Regions from separate parts of the Mus musculus genome. Here all the other regions are linked to region 3. The links are chromatin contacts, called in public HiChIP or PLAC-seq maps. All regions are on one chromosome and are shown on one strand. The core of a region is the stretch at or near the end of the contact, and the rest is flanking DNA. Distances in the headings are between cores, read along the strand shown. Region 1 has its middle 100 kb from the start of Gm46516. Region 2 has its middle 4.9 kb from the start of Gm35312. Region 3 holds the start of Mrpl13 (mitochondrial ribosomal protein L13).

Region 1 (4,486 bases), core at 1,513-4,012, 470 kb after region 3:
ACAACCAGGTAAGAGCCTGGCTTGCTATAAAAGGACTGCTCTCTCTCTCTCTCTCTCTCTCTCTCTCTCTCTCTCTCTCTCCCCTTCTCTGCCATCTTCCCCCTCCACATGTTCCCAGCCAGCCTCTTTCCTTCTTTCTCTTTTCTCTCTGTCCCCCTCCTTTCCCACACACCCCTTCTCATGCCCCAAATAAACTTCGTTTTATACTAGACCCACCATATGGCTGATACCTCAGTGGGGATGCCTTGGCATGGGCCCCCAAGGACACCCATTCCCTCTGCATCATGCTACCACATTACAAAACATATCACTCCCCAACTTACACAGTGCATAGGCACTTCCACAAATGGAAGGCCACTCCTAAATAGGAGGACGCTAGTTATCCAACATTCAAACCCCAATAACAGGAAATGTGTGGAAGAAATAGAGTGCAGTATATCTCACACAGAGACTGATATTGCCCTGTTTTCCCTAAGGGAAGTATTTAAGATATTCGTACCAGATACATTTTTTCCTTTACTGTGCTTCACAATAATCCCAGAAGCAACTTGTTCAAGTGTAGGCCCTCAAGCCGAAGCAGATCTCACTGGTTGGTCTCTTCAGTGGTGACAAGAGTGATGGATAATTAGTTTAATTAACAATAATTTAACGGAGACAAGAGAAGCTCCATAGGACCACTGTCCTGGTGTGGTGGCTGTCTTGGTGTGTGTGCTACACACTTAAGAACTAGACTCTGTGGAGATTGGAGATACTTGAGTCAAGAGGATTAGGAGGGAGGGAGGGAGAGAGAGAGAGACAGAGGGGGAGAGAGAGAGAGAGACAGAGAGAGAGACAGAGAGAGGGAGACAGAGAGAGAGACAGACAGACAGACAGACAGGGATAAGCACAGAGAGACAGACAGAGATAAGCACAGAGAGACAGACAGAGATAAGAACAGAGAGACAGAGAGGCAGAGAGACAGAGTGAGAAAAAGCGAGGCTCACCATGGAAGTAGGCTAGTTTTCACAACAGGGTCTCAGTGGGTGCTGTACGTACACTCATTTAAGATTTGTGGGGAATTTTAGGAAAGTACTGGTGGAGACTGGGAGCACGGGGGACTCCAAGGCAAGGGTGGGTGTATGCAAAAAAGGGGTTTCAATATATAGGTTTCAGGAGGATATGGATTGGTGGGGAATGAAGGACTTTAATATGATCCTTGTTCTAATGAGCTGAGTATGGCAAAATCACTGGTCTTGTCAAGGACACTAGATAAACAGCTATTGTACAATCCCATTGACAAAGAAACAGAAGATACACAGTGCTCAGGATGTGAAGCCATGTTGAATGGAGGATGGCTGAAAGATCAAGAAATATTTAACCCACAAGAAGCAACTTCAGGTGCCAGGAGCCAACTTTAAATATTTAAGTCTTTCACTTAGAAGAGCGATTACATTTATACATTAAAGCTCCAGGCCAACCTAGGACCAAGATGCTAGGAGTTACAGACAACTTTTAATTTCCTCAACAGAGCAGACAATTCTAGCCGAGAAGTCTGAAGACTGGATGAGTTGGGACAGGAACAGGCAGAGTTCAGGTACAGGTTGGCCAGGATATTAGAGAGATCGAGTGTAATTTAGCAAGTTTAATTTTCCTCGTTTACTTTCATAACCATTAAGGATGGAGATAATATCAACTGTGAAATTGCCAGCAAGGATTAAATTAAATTGCCATAGTACCTAGTTCTTTATATTGTGTGGCATGTGTATGTATGGCATGTGTGTGTATGTGTGTGTGTGTATGTGTATGTGAGAGAGAGAGACATATGTGTGTGTGTATATTTGTGTGTATGTGTATATGCCTATGTGTGCATGTATGCATATGTACACATGTGTGTGTATGTGCATGTGTATATGTGGCATGTATGTATGTGTATTTGTATGTGTGTATGCATGTATAGGTATGTATGTGGTGTGTGTGTGTGTTTGATTTCTTGTCTTCCCTTAACCCGAAATGCTATGACTCCAAAGCCTTCTTTGGGAGAGGCGTTGAAAGAAGTAGTTTTTCTCCTGTGTTTACTATGTATTTCTCAGCATTGTAAAAAGTGTTTCATTGCATTTAAAAGTGTTGTTTCCTGTTAAAATGTTTTCATATCATTTTCTCCAATCAAAGAAGTTCCATCTTTAACATGGGGAAAGCATTTGACACAACCCAAGACTGAAAAATGCCCTTCCTTGGTTGGGCAGAATGGAAAATGAGGTTTCATTCTCTCTTTTCTTTTCCTTTCCTTTCCTTTCCTTTCCTTTCCTTTCCTTTCCTTTCCTTTCCTTTCTTTTCTTTTCTTTTCTTTTCTTTTTTCTTTTTTTACAGAGGGGTTAAAGAAGACAGAGACGGATGAGCCATGCAACCCTGTCCCCAGGGTAACAGCATGATTTGATTGTGTTTACATATCAGGCTGGTGTTTGGGAAGCTCCAAGCCTAATGGGGCACGTTTATCAAATTGCAAACAGGACCGCTTATGCACTGCCTGTGATAAAGTACCATCACAGAGTGGAGTATCTGTCCTAGCAGAAGATGATTATTTCCCAAGATAAAAGCTAACTACCAGATGCCAACGCAATTCATCAATTCAATGACAAAAGAAAAAAAGAGAGAGAGAGATTCAAGCAAATCACTTCTTTGCTGTAGTGGAAGGCAAACAATGGGTTGATTGACTGGGTTTTGGCCACAAACACTGCCATGGCAAACTTACACCAAGGCCGAGGTATTCATGGGGACTTTCATTTGAATGTAATTGTTACTGGGGAGCTTTCTTTGTGCTTTCCAATTTGCTCCTGAGTTACTTGTGGGAGTAGAAGTTCAGTGATTGAATCATCACTAAGAGAAAGGGGTTACTTTCAGGAACTGTGGTTTGAATTTCAAATCGGCCAGCACTCTGTAGTATCAAAGAATGACAATATATATGGATGGCAGGGGCTCACTTTATAAAGGAAGAAATCCTATCCTGATGTCAATACACCTCTGAGCAGACATCTCAAAATCTAAGGGAAACAGGTGTTTGGGTTTTGTTTTCTAGTTTATAGGCCAGCAGGAGCTGAACACTCATGAGCTTTGAAATAAAAAAGACACTTTATTTAATACATGTGTGTGTGTGTACCAGGTGTTGTGTCAAGCTCTGAGAATTTTAATTAATAGGCTGCATGTCACCCATAGATAACACTAAGAGGGTTGGAGTGGAAAGGCCAGGCATTTATCATATAAAGATTCTTTCAATCTCAGTGTCAGACATGGGATAAGTTGTTAACTCAATGATGTTGCCCTCAACAGTAACCGGAAAATGATTGTTCTCTTCACTTTGTGACCCTACCCTCTATCCTACAGGTCATTAGGAGTAGAACAAATGATCTCTTTCTGGTTTTGATTCATGTTATTCCGGAAAGCCTCCAAACCAAACAAGGAGCCAACCAAACAGAAAACCCTTTGTCACCTCTATGAACTGTAGATAGAGTTGGAATGAGTTAGTATCATTGTGTAAGGCTCCTCCTGTGAGGGCTTGTTTCTCAAGGTCCAGAGATAGACACTCTCTTATATTTTTGCTTTCCCAGAGAATGCTTCAAGAGAATTGCCTTCAGTTCCTAACTGTTAAGTCTCTTAACTGCATACTGTGAATAGCTTGGCATGAATACTGACTGGTCCTACAATTTACTGGATTCTACCAATGACTGTGTCTAAGGAAAGCTGTGAGGTATAGTTGTCCTAGACATCACTTTCTGGTAGACAGAACTGCTTGGGGGCTTTTAATATGGATATGGGTCTACTTTGCAGAGACTAGGGAATACAGAAAGGAGGATCTCACTGATAAGGAAATAAATCCATGCATCTTAACAATAGGATGAGTTCAGATACATTCATGGTTAGATGACTTCATCATTATGCAAACATTTTAGAATGTATTTCCACAAGACCTATGCAACCGTGACAACACTGGGTTTTATAATCTTATAAAACTACCTCAGTGTATCCAATTACCATTGAACAAAAGTCATTGTCACTTGTGTTTCAATCACTATTAGTTGGTAACTATAATTTCAAATACAAACACTATGTATAACGAAGAAAACTTTGGTGTCTGATACCACTTTCACAAGAAAATGTGTCCATAGTTCCAAGCAATTAAATTCAGGCAAAATTTGTATTAGAGCCTTTTGAGAAGTTAGAGGAAAGGAAATGATAAGAATTTAACAATCCTTCCATCTTTTTCCTAATACCCTTCTTTTGCTCCAGGTACTAATAATGTATATTTTATCCTTAGTACAGAGGTTCATCTAAACTTATTGTTTCCCCTGGATAACTGAGTAAAAATCTCTATCATGTACCAGAAAAGAAAATCCATTGACAAATATTTGCAAATGTTATCCAAACTTCTGACATCCATAGGAGATGTTGATGCTACTTAAGAAGCCATCAGAATCTTTAAAGTTGTGAATTAAATGAGAAAACAGAAGTCCAA
Region 2 (4,800 bases), core at 2,059-4,558, 270 kb before region 3:
CACTGTCAGCGTGTCAGGATTTAGACTTACCTAGGAGACAAACCTCTTGATGTATCTGTGAGGGTGTTTCCAAAATGGATTAACAGAGGAACGAAGAGAAGACTCATTATAGATGCAGTGACACAGTTTTGTGGGTTGGTGTGATTTGCTTTGATGGGACATGTGCTGTGGGCTTGGTGATGTAGCTGAGACACAGCACCCAGAAAGGATTGGGGAGCTTCATGGAGCTTTTGCTTTTGCTTTGGCGAGTCAGATGAACACCAAGCAGGTAACACAACGAAGTGTAGCACCAGGGAGACCTATCCTTTCCTTCAGAGGATTTTACATCTTCCTGTGTGCTTTCCTCTGTTGTTTTATAGGAAGAAGACTTTGAAAAGTTCAAAGCAAAGATCCCCCTATCAGGAAGTGAGTTTTTGCCAATGGGAGATCTTCAATAATGTCTAGAAAAGATTTAGTTATTACAATTGTTTTCTTCTAGCAACCGCTAGGGATGCTGCTACGTATCCTTCAAGGTACAGAACAGCCCTCCACAACGGCGAGTTGACTCAAAATGTCAGAACTACAAGGTGTAAAAGTCTTGATTGCTCACCTCTCTATCTTTTTTTTTTTTTTTTTTTTTTTTTTTGAGACAGGGTTTCTCTGTGTAGCCTGACTGTCCTGGAACTCACTCTGTAGACCAGGCTGGCCTCGAACTCAGAATTCACCTGCCTCTGCCTCTGCCTCTGCCTCTCTGCCTCTCTCTCTGCCTCCCAAGTGCTGGGATTAAAGGCGTGCACCATCACGCCCGGCCTCTCTATCATTTTAATAACTGGAATTCTTTCTTTTTTTAAGATTTATTAACTTAATATATGTGTGTTCTATCTGCATGTACACCCGTGTGCCAGCAGAGGGCGTCAGACCCCATTATGGATGGTTGTGAGCCACGATGTGGTTGCTGAAAATTGACTTCAGGGCTTCTGGAAGAGCAGCCGGTGCTCTTAACTGCTGAGCCATCTCTCCAGCCCCCAGTGATGGGAATTCTTAAACTATGAACATACAGCTGAAGATAGGTGTTAAAACAGAAGACGTTTCTAAACTCTGTGGCTTAAGCAGTTCAAGTCTAGGGAATCTGACAAAGTTTATGATGTGTAAGCCTAGAAACTTAAATATGGCATCAGAATTTGCAAGATGCCTCAGTGGTTAAAAGGACTGGCTGCCATGCATGCTGCCTGCATTTAACCACAGGAATCTACATGATATAAGGAGAAAAATGGACTCTTGTAAGTACCTCTACCCATGTGCTGCAGCGGGTGCGTGTCTCCCCAACACACACACACACACACACACACACACTGTGTAAATGTGGGAGGTAATTTTAAACAGCATTACTAATCTGTGTATTGGGCCACCTATCTAGAATACTAACATTCAGAAAGATGAGGCAGGAAGTTACTACTTTGAATCTAGCCTGAGCTACTTTACGAGACCTTGTCTCAAACAAAAGAAAACACCCATAAAAAGAAATTGCTGGCTCTAAAATAGTAAGCAAGAAGTGTCTTAATATCTAGAGGCTTCTCCCAAGCATGCGGAGCTGAGGTTATCCTCGCCCGGTGACTCTGAAGACATCTAAGAGCTTGGTGCCAAGGAAACAGTTTACTTAAGACAAGTCCATCTAAGAGTCACTTCATTTCAGAACTGTGGAGAGAAGCAAGTCACTTACCTTCTCTGTTTGAAAAGACAGAGAAGTGCGGGGGTGGGGGGTGGGGGGTGGGGGGAAAGATTAATGGAGCCGCACCCCTCGGCCAAATCCAGCCTGCACACTCACTGGTGTGCAGAAAGGGAACTGTGCATGTTTGGGAAAGGATGTCTGTCCCTTGTGTCTTCCTCCTCCTCCTGTCTTGGAAAAAAAAAAAAGAATATCTTTGTACTGATCAATTCTATCTGGGGATTAAAGCACATTTAGTTTTAGAGGTACTTTAGGGATGGGATGTAGCTTAATGATAGAAGACATGCTTAGCATACTGAAGCCCCTAGATTCTATTTCCAACAACTCTTCTTAAAAATGAAAGGTAGTAGATTTTTTTCCATTTTAACCAAAACCTCCCCAAACAGTATAGTTAGTTCATGACCAAGAGTTCAAACACAGGAGCCTGTGGGAGATGTTTTGCATTCAGAACACATCCATCACTAACATCAAATTTCTTTTTCTTTTTTTTCTGAGACAGAGTTTCTCTGTATAGCCCTGGCTGTCCTGGAACTCACTTTGTAGACCTCGAACTCAGAAATCCACCTGCCTCTGCCTCCCAAGTGCTGGGATTAAAGGCGTGTGCCACCACGCCCACTAACATCAAATTTCTTATTTTTCCTCCATAAACTGCACTCCTAGATTCTTTCCAGGGCCAGTGGCGGGAGTTACCCAGAGCCTGAGACCTTTAGATATTACCAATCCCACTGACTGGTAGGAAGAGGGTCAGAAGTAGGATTCTCTGATAGCTCATGAACTCTTTTTTTTTTTTCTTTCCTTTTGCACTCCCCTCCTCCCCCAGCAGGCAGGTGGAAGGGGCAATAAATGTTAAGACATGGTCTCATCAGGTAGCCAAGGACAACCTCAAACTTAGTCTTCCTGACGGCCTCCCAAGTATGGACATTACGAGCATCATGCCGTTCTTGAACTGTTCTTCTTCAGATCAGTGTCACGTGGTCCAGAGTCAAGGTCGAAATGCAGGCTATAGACTTTCAATCTCACTGGACATGTGGAAGAATGTTGAGGTGACGTGTGCGGCAGAACGACACGGGTCTTTTACTATGAAAGTGTGAGGCACGCAGGGCAGATGGCGGAGGGGCTCTGACTGCTGAGTCCCCAGATGGTGCATGCATGAGTAGCTTCCGTTTGACCATCCAGGCAGCATGGCAGACATAGAATATATGTTGAAGGAGGAAAGTATTTGTGGGTGCAAAAATTTGGGATGGATCTGGAAGTTAACAAAGAAAAGATTTTTAGTTTGAGGCTATTCAAGTGACTTTTCTTTGGCTAAAGGGACACAATATCAAGTCTCTGGGGAGACAGAGAGACTATCAGTGAATTCAATAGGAAAGAAGAGCTAGACTAATAGTCACCCTTGGGAAGGGGAGGGAGCAGTGCTGTCCAGCTTGTGATTTAATAAGAGAGTTTGGTCTAAGTGGGAGGACATTTCCTCATCTTCAGTCTTTAAATAGGCTGTGGTGATTATCATGTGCAATCTGCATTTTCCTTGCCTGGCCAGGGCCTGGGTGCCTTCTTGGCTTCTCATTGTCATGCTAGCTATTTCTAGCCACATAGATCACCTGACTTCCCCTCCATTCTCCACCTCACCCTCTATGGCTCAGGGTCCGGCCTGGAGCAACCCCTTGCTTTGCAGCCTTGGTGTGTGGAAGTTATAAAGCTTCCTTATCCACGTTGCTGACCACTGCCCCACCATTTCCAGGAGCCCCAGCAATGACTGGGTCCCAACAGAAACTTGTCTGAGGTCCTCAGCATCAGTTACTATCTCTGTTCACTGTTTCCTTGGTTCTGTCAATTGCCAAGATAGCCAGGCTCAGGAATGACTATTGCTTCTGGAGTCTTGACTGGGTAGGAAATACTCTCTCCTTCCATTGATCTCTTGCCAAGAACCAGCCTCTGCTTGGAGAGGGGTTCTGAGGAAGGGGTGTCTAGGAATGGCTAAACAAACAACTATAAGTCAAATTGTCCAGGCTGGTGGCCTATGTTCTTTCTGCTCTAGACCGCTTTCCAGGCTGCTCTCTTTCTCTCTGATGTGTTTTCTCTCTCTCTAAGTTCTGCTCCAGATGGTTCTCCAAGCAGTTCTCTCTGGCTATTCTAAAAAAAATTCTCTGAATAGCTTATCTCTTGCAGATCATAGGTCCAGTCTTTTATTTTACATATCAATTCAGTCATTTACTCCAGGTTTCCTTTTGATTGTCTCATGAATCAGCATCCGGAGACCCAAGGCCCTTGATTCCTAAGAGACTGCAAACACACATTTTCTGTTAACATTGCAAAAGAATTCAGAGGTCTACCTGTTAAGCACAGACAGCAAGCTAATTGAGTATGCCTCATCCTGAAATTACCATTTCTACCTCACCTGGACCTAAATTAGTTCTGTCTCAGGCTGACCTTGAACTCAGGAATCTGTCTGCCCGGGTAAGTAAAAACAAGATGATGTCCTGCAATTATCATTTCCTAAATCTCTTTATCTCCTTCCTTAGTATCTTTCCAACAAGTTGTCTCATAGTTAGCTGCCTTTATTCTTTTAGAATCAAGAGGCCTCTCATAAAATTCATATTGTATATTTTTTGCATATTTTTGAGGAATTATATATTTTGAACTCATGTTTTAAAGAGTTCTTTTCCACCCCCTTAAGGGCTGTCCTGAAGGACCCCAGGGCTTCCCATTTTGCTGAGACATTAGCCACACCTTAACCTCCTGGATTTGTGCTATTTCTGATTATCATGGAGTCATTAATATTAACAGGGAGAACATTGCTCGAAGGAGGAATGTAAAATGTGTACATTATTATACAAACAAGCCTTATGTCCTTGGCAGCCATTGACATTCATGGAGACCCCTGTCGTGTCTGTTGGCCTTGTTCCAGGGGCAGGGACCATGTCACTCTGTCCCCATGAAGACCATGCTGGACCCAGCAGCCTCTTCTCTGGGTTTTTGCCAAGGAAAAAAAGGAATCTCTGACCATTTTATTATTTTTTTTCTTTTTCTTTTTGGTTGTCTCCCCCCGCCCCTCCCCAGGGTTTCTCTGTATAGCCCTGGCTGTCCTGGAACTCACT
Region 3 (4,517 bases), core at 1,304-3,803:
ATGTGTCCACATTTCAGTGTGAGGAAAATTTGGATATGACAGGAAAATGCCTCAGTAAAAGGTCATGTCGAAATGCCTACAAGCAAAACTCTTCTAGAATGAAAAGTTTATTTTATAAACAGCATACAGAAACAAATCTTCAATTCAAGAGTGAAAGGCAACTTATCACATCAAGCTGGCTCTACCTTCCCAGGGGAAAAATTTTAGAAAATAGGCAACATCTATTAAAACCTCTCCACTCAAAGGCATGTCGTCATGAGAAGAGACTAGTGGAAGAAGGGAAACTCAATTTACAGTGGAAATCAGGACAGCACTGGAGTGCAAGTAAGGTTACTGGTGGGTTTTTGTTTAGTAATAGTATCAAATGGGACTGTTTAAAACACACACACACCATCAAATTCAGTTTAGCACCTGATGAGGTCTTCCAGAAGGAATAGAATAGAGAATCTTTATATACACGCAGAAAGGAGCCCTTGAACACAGTCCCGTGAAACCTCATGAAGTTCCTATTCTGGAGTTGTAAAGCACGGCTGCCCATGACGGATCTAAGGCAGTACTTACTCAGCTGATGGTACACTGGTTTATTTAATCCTTGCAGTTTGTTGGATGCTATAACCGCAAGTTTGCCAGGGGGCTGCATTTTGCCATCTAAGAGATACCACATTCGAGCAAAAGTGGCCCATTGCTAGGAAATAAAGAGAATAAGAAAATTCTAGTTAAAATGGAAACAATTAAAACCATTACTATACACTATTATGGGTATTCTATAACTAATGCCAGCAATTACTTTGAAAAACAGACTATCACTAGTTTGTGTGGGTGTGTAATTTGTTTCCATTACCAGTTCTGAGGTCTTTTCTTGTTATGGCATTAAGATAGTAAGGCATGTTACACAGAAAGCTGAGTGGCCAACTGCCAACTGAAGATTATTCAAGAACTCAGTTCTAGGAGAGCTAAACACAACTATGCAATCAGAGCAGTATAGCTTAGATTCAGTATGTCTATGTGTGTGTGAGAACTGAGAAACCAGGCAAGCACTCTACCACTGAGACCCATCACTAACCCCTTTCATGCTTTTGAGACAAGAGTCTCACCAAGTTACTCAGCTTAGCCTCGAGTTCACCCTGTACCCGCCAAAGGCTTGAAATTACAACTATCCCCACTTCATTCTCTAGAATAGCTGGTATTACAGGCCTGTCTTCCAAGACATCTTTAGGTCATCTGATAAAATCACTGTCTTCAATGCCTCCAAACTAAGGAAATTATCTCTATTCCAGAAAGATCTTGTCCAGGTACTTTCATATGCATATACACAAGGATTATATGCTAGAAAAATACACTTATAAGCTTGTGGTTTCATATTAGTTATCCTAAATTTTAAACTAGCCTATGCATACGCAAAAGACAAGTTTACCACATTCCATGTGAACTAATACTTTAAAAAAGCTTGATAAATAATAGAAATACTGCCACATGTCAACTTGCTGTCAAAGTTTTAAATATTCACATCTGTTATTTACCTGATTATAGACAGGTAACAACTACATTTAAAGGAAATGTACTTCAAGTAGTGTTAGGCTAGGAGTTGTCTTGGATTAACATATCAGAAACTAATTCTTTCTCTTCTATCTAGAATCTGCTTCAGTTTCAGTATTCCCTATGAGTCAGCCTTCCGGTTGCCCAAACCAGAATTCTTAAAAGTTATTCTTGTTTCTCTTTACACCCACATTCAAATCTTTAATATATATTGTGGACTTCTTAGAACTCCAATGTTTCAGCCTGACTTGTAAAATGAGTATTTTGTGTGGTACACTAAAATAGAATTCTAACTGAATTCTCCCTTTAGCCCTTCAAAGATCTCCCATCTGTGAACAGTTTATCTTCCACCTGGCGGCTTGAGTGCTTGCTTGATCCTTCTGATGCCTAAGACTTCTAGGTCAAAACTCTACAACAGGTCTTCATTCTTTATAAACAGTCTTAAGCAGCGCAGGCTTGACTTCAAGCTCACTAAGTATCGGAGAAGGCTGGCCTTGAACTTCGGATCTTTCTCCCTCCACCTCCCAAGTGCTAGGATAACATGCGTGCACCATAATTCCAGGTTTATGCGGTGTTGGGGATGGAACCCAGGCATGCTACGCTACATCAGCTACAGCTCCACACCTTCCCTTCCCCCTCCCCTACTGTACTAAACAAAAATAAACATCTTTTAGTGGTTTTTACTGCCCCACGTCATTCAACCTATTATTTCACTTTAGCTCTCTTTCCGCAAGGAACAAAAGACACGAAAGGGGCAGACTGAGGAGAGAAAGGAGCCAAAACAAAGATATCAAGTGGTAGGCAGACTCACAACCCTCTGGTAAGTGACTCCTAAAGCATTTCTTGGGTACGGGTGTCAGCTTCCCTGAAAGCTCAGCTTCTGCACTAAATCCCTGTGAACACTGCTCTTCATTTTCGCCAGCGTACTGAGCACACTATCCTGCCCGAAACGCGCAAACTCACCTGGGGCGCCCTAGAGAAGCTGGACATGCTCTCCGACCCGCGGCGTCCTTTACTTTGCACCCGCCCCGCCGGGGAACCAGCACCACGGGTCCGGCGGGAAACACAGACACCCGAGCATGAAGGTTCCTACTGCCGTCGCGTGCGCTCATCTGCTTCCCCGCCACACTCGGGTCCCCGCCGGTAGCGGTTTCGTTATGAGAGGAGCAGAGAGTGTGGCTCCTGAGAGAATAATTTCCCACAATAATTGGCGGGAAAACCGACGTAGGACATTATTTTGCAGCCAACCTGAGCGGCAGGAAACCGGAAGTGCACGTTGCGCGCGGCTCTTTTGAGACCTAACACTGAGTCCGGGCGCGAAGAGGATGGATCGGTACTTGCTGCTGGTCACCTGGAGGGAAGGGAAGTTTCGATCCGTGGCGGGTGGGGAGATCGAGCCTGGCACTGAGGCGACATCCCTGGAGAGCACCGACAAACAGCCCGGTAAGCTCTGGGCGGAGAAGAGGCGGGAACGACCGGCGGCGGGGAAGCGAAGGATTTGAGTTTCTGATGAAATCCCGGAGGGAGGCGCATAGGTCGAATGGTCCCGGGAACGTGCAACTAACTCTCTGAAGTAGTTTCTATAAGAACTGAGCAGTAGTATGTCAATGGAAAAGATATAAAGTTGTGGGTATTAGATGCCAGTGTCCCAAGTGCTTGGTGAACTGAATATTTGCCTGGTTGAATCTTCTGGTGGCATAGTCATCGAATTTTTGCTTTTAGGGAAGGTATGCTTGCAGAAAGAAGTGTCCCTTGGCGTTCCTACCACCTTGAAGAAAGCACAGAAAGAAATGATAGGTTCTGCAGATCTGAGTTTTACATTCTATGAAGGAAACATTCCACACTAAAAAAAGAGAAATGACCAGCTTTAAAAGATTTTAGCTGCATTGCTTTTTTGGCGTACTTGACTAATCTCAATATTACGTTTTCCTTGTTTTGATTAAGCAGACATTTTTAGGAAGAAATGTATATAGTTCGTATATACTTCTTTTGGAAGGAAGTTTTGATTTCTTGTTACTGATTAGCATATACAAATGAGGAGACTTGGCTGTTTTCTCTGCGGTGTCAGCACTTGAATAGACTTGGTCAACATGTATTCTGTCTACAACTTACTGGCCTTCAGATCCTCTGATAGTGAAATGGAAACAGGCCCTAGATTATGTTAACTCTTGAGTTAGATGACTGAGTCAGGTCTTTATTTTTATAGATTTGACCGCAACCAATATTTATCACCTCTTGAAGAGAAGCATCAGCGATTCAATCCATCCAGATGACAGTACATTCCCTGGTAAGTACAGAAGTGTAATGGTAATGAAATTCCTCTCCTATCCACCACCACCCCCCACCCCCAAAGTCTGACACAGCATTTTTTTGGAAATCAGTCAGTTTGATAACCTAGGAGTACAAGAAAGACTTGTTGACTTGAGAGGCACAGGGCTATGGGGGTATCTTAAAGAAAACCTCAACTACATTACTATTCCTTCCTGATATTTGAATGTTGTAAGTTTTTATAAAAGTTATTCTGGGTTCCCATTGTGAGAGTTTTGCTTCCATATAACCCTTGCTCTCCTGGAACTCTTTATCTGTAGACCGGCCTGGCCTTGAACTCACAGAGATCTGCCTGCTTCTGTCTTCCCAAGTGCTGGGATTAAAGGCATGTGCCACCACTGCCCTGCTTGTGGAAGGGTTCTTGTCTTGAGTAAAGACAACCCGTTACAGCTCCCACTCTGCCTTCTTTACCACATGTGGGTGTTGTTTTCCTGTCTATTTTACTGATTCTCTTAAAGCAAAAACAGCTTTGAGTCATCTGCTTTGACTTTCTGAAGTTCTCACTACTTTTTTTTTTGGGGGGGGGGCAAGAAATCTTCCCTACTTTTAGTTCTATTGGTACTTTACAAATATATCTATTTGTAAATGTATTTGATAATTTTCTTCTCTTTTACTTCTCCATCTGATAATATCCTTTAAGGCCCAGAAAATAT

Evidence for each region. HiChIP or PLAC-seq counts read pairs in DNA pulled down with a chosen protein or histone mark.
Region 1: a contact with region 3 is called in an H3K4me3 HiChIP or PLAC-seq map of stem cell-derived neural progenitor cells, with 20 read pairs. The contact joins the enhancer-like site here to the promoter of Mrpl13 in region 3. A contact is called at or near these places in 17 of 39 promoter capture datasets (the 3T3-L1 cell line, 3T3-L1-derived adipocytes, the C10 cell line and 11 more), 1 of 15 datasets of contacts at CTCF or cohesin (the NIH/3T3 cell line), 1 of 484 Hi-C or Micro-C datasets (bone marrow-derived macrophages), 18 of 115 datasets of contacts at active chromatin or transcription factors (bone marrow-derived macrophages, craniofacial prominence, embryonic basal ganglia and 12 more) and 2 of 9 other capture datasets (adipose tissue and liver).
Region 2: an H3K4me3 HiChIP or PLAC-seq map of embryonic stem cells shows a contact between it and region 3, with 13 read pairs. The contact joins the enhancer-like site here to the promoter of Mrpl13 in region 3. A contact is called at or near these places in 9 of 39 promoter capture datasets (the C10 cell line, the HPC-7 cell line, cranial neural crest and 6 more), 11 of 484 Hi-C or Micro-C datasets (B cells, the C2C12 cell line, the HPC-7 cell line and 8 more), 29 of 115 datasets of contacts at active chromatin or transcription factors (the 230-238 cell line, DN3 thymocytes, the NIH/3T3 cell line and 21 more) and 3 of 9 other capture datasets (adipose tissue, liver and pancreatic islet).

Annotation. Positions count from the first base shown.
Region 1 is chr15:56,024,924-56,029,409 of GRCm38.p6, forward strand. No RefSeq gene overlaps it. Among named protein-coding and RNA genes, the nearest start is that of Gm46516, 100 kb to the left of the region's middle. Within about 2 kb of position 2,763, at least 15 of the 459 cell types and tissues checked have an H3K27ac peak or open chromatin away from gene starts, as enhancers often do. A contact at or near this core is called in neural progenitor cells, neural stem cells and stem cell-derived neural progenitor cells, where this site is marked.
Region 2 is chr15:55,284,608-55,289,407 of GRCm38.p6, forward strand. No RefSeq gene overlaps it. Among named protein-coding and RNA genes, the nearest start is that of Gm35312, 4.9 kb to the left of the region's middle. Within about 2 kb of position 3,309, at least 6 of the 459 cell types and tissues checked have an H3K27ac peak or open chromatin away from gene starts, as enhancers often do. A contact at or near this core is called in the HPC-7 cell line and embryonic stem cells, where this site is marked.
Region 3 is chr15:55,554,759-55,559,275 of GRCm38.p6, forward strand. Mrpl13 (mitochondrial ribosomal protein L13) reads right to left here and starts at 2,554. Exons shown (of 7, transcript NM_026759.3): 1 at 2,500-2,554; 2 at 562-685. The coding sequence starts at 2,526. It overlaps Mtbp (Mdm2, transformed 3T3 cell double minute p53 binding protein), which reads left to right and starts at 2,650. Exons shown (of 22, transcript NM_134092.3): 1 at 2,650-2,979; 2 at 3,743-3,823. The coding sequence starts at 2,862.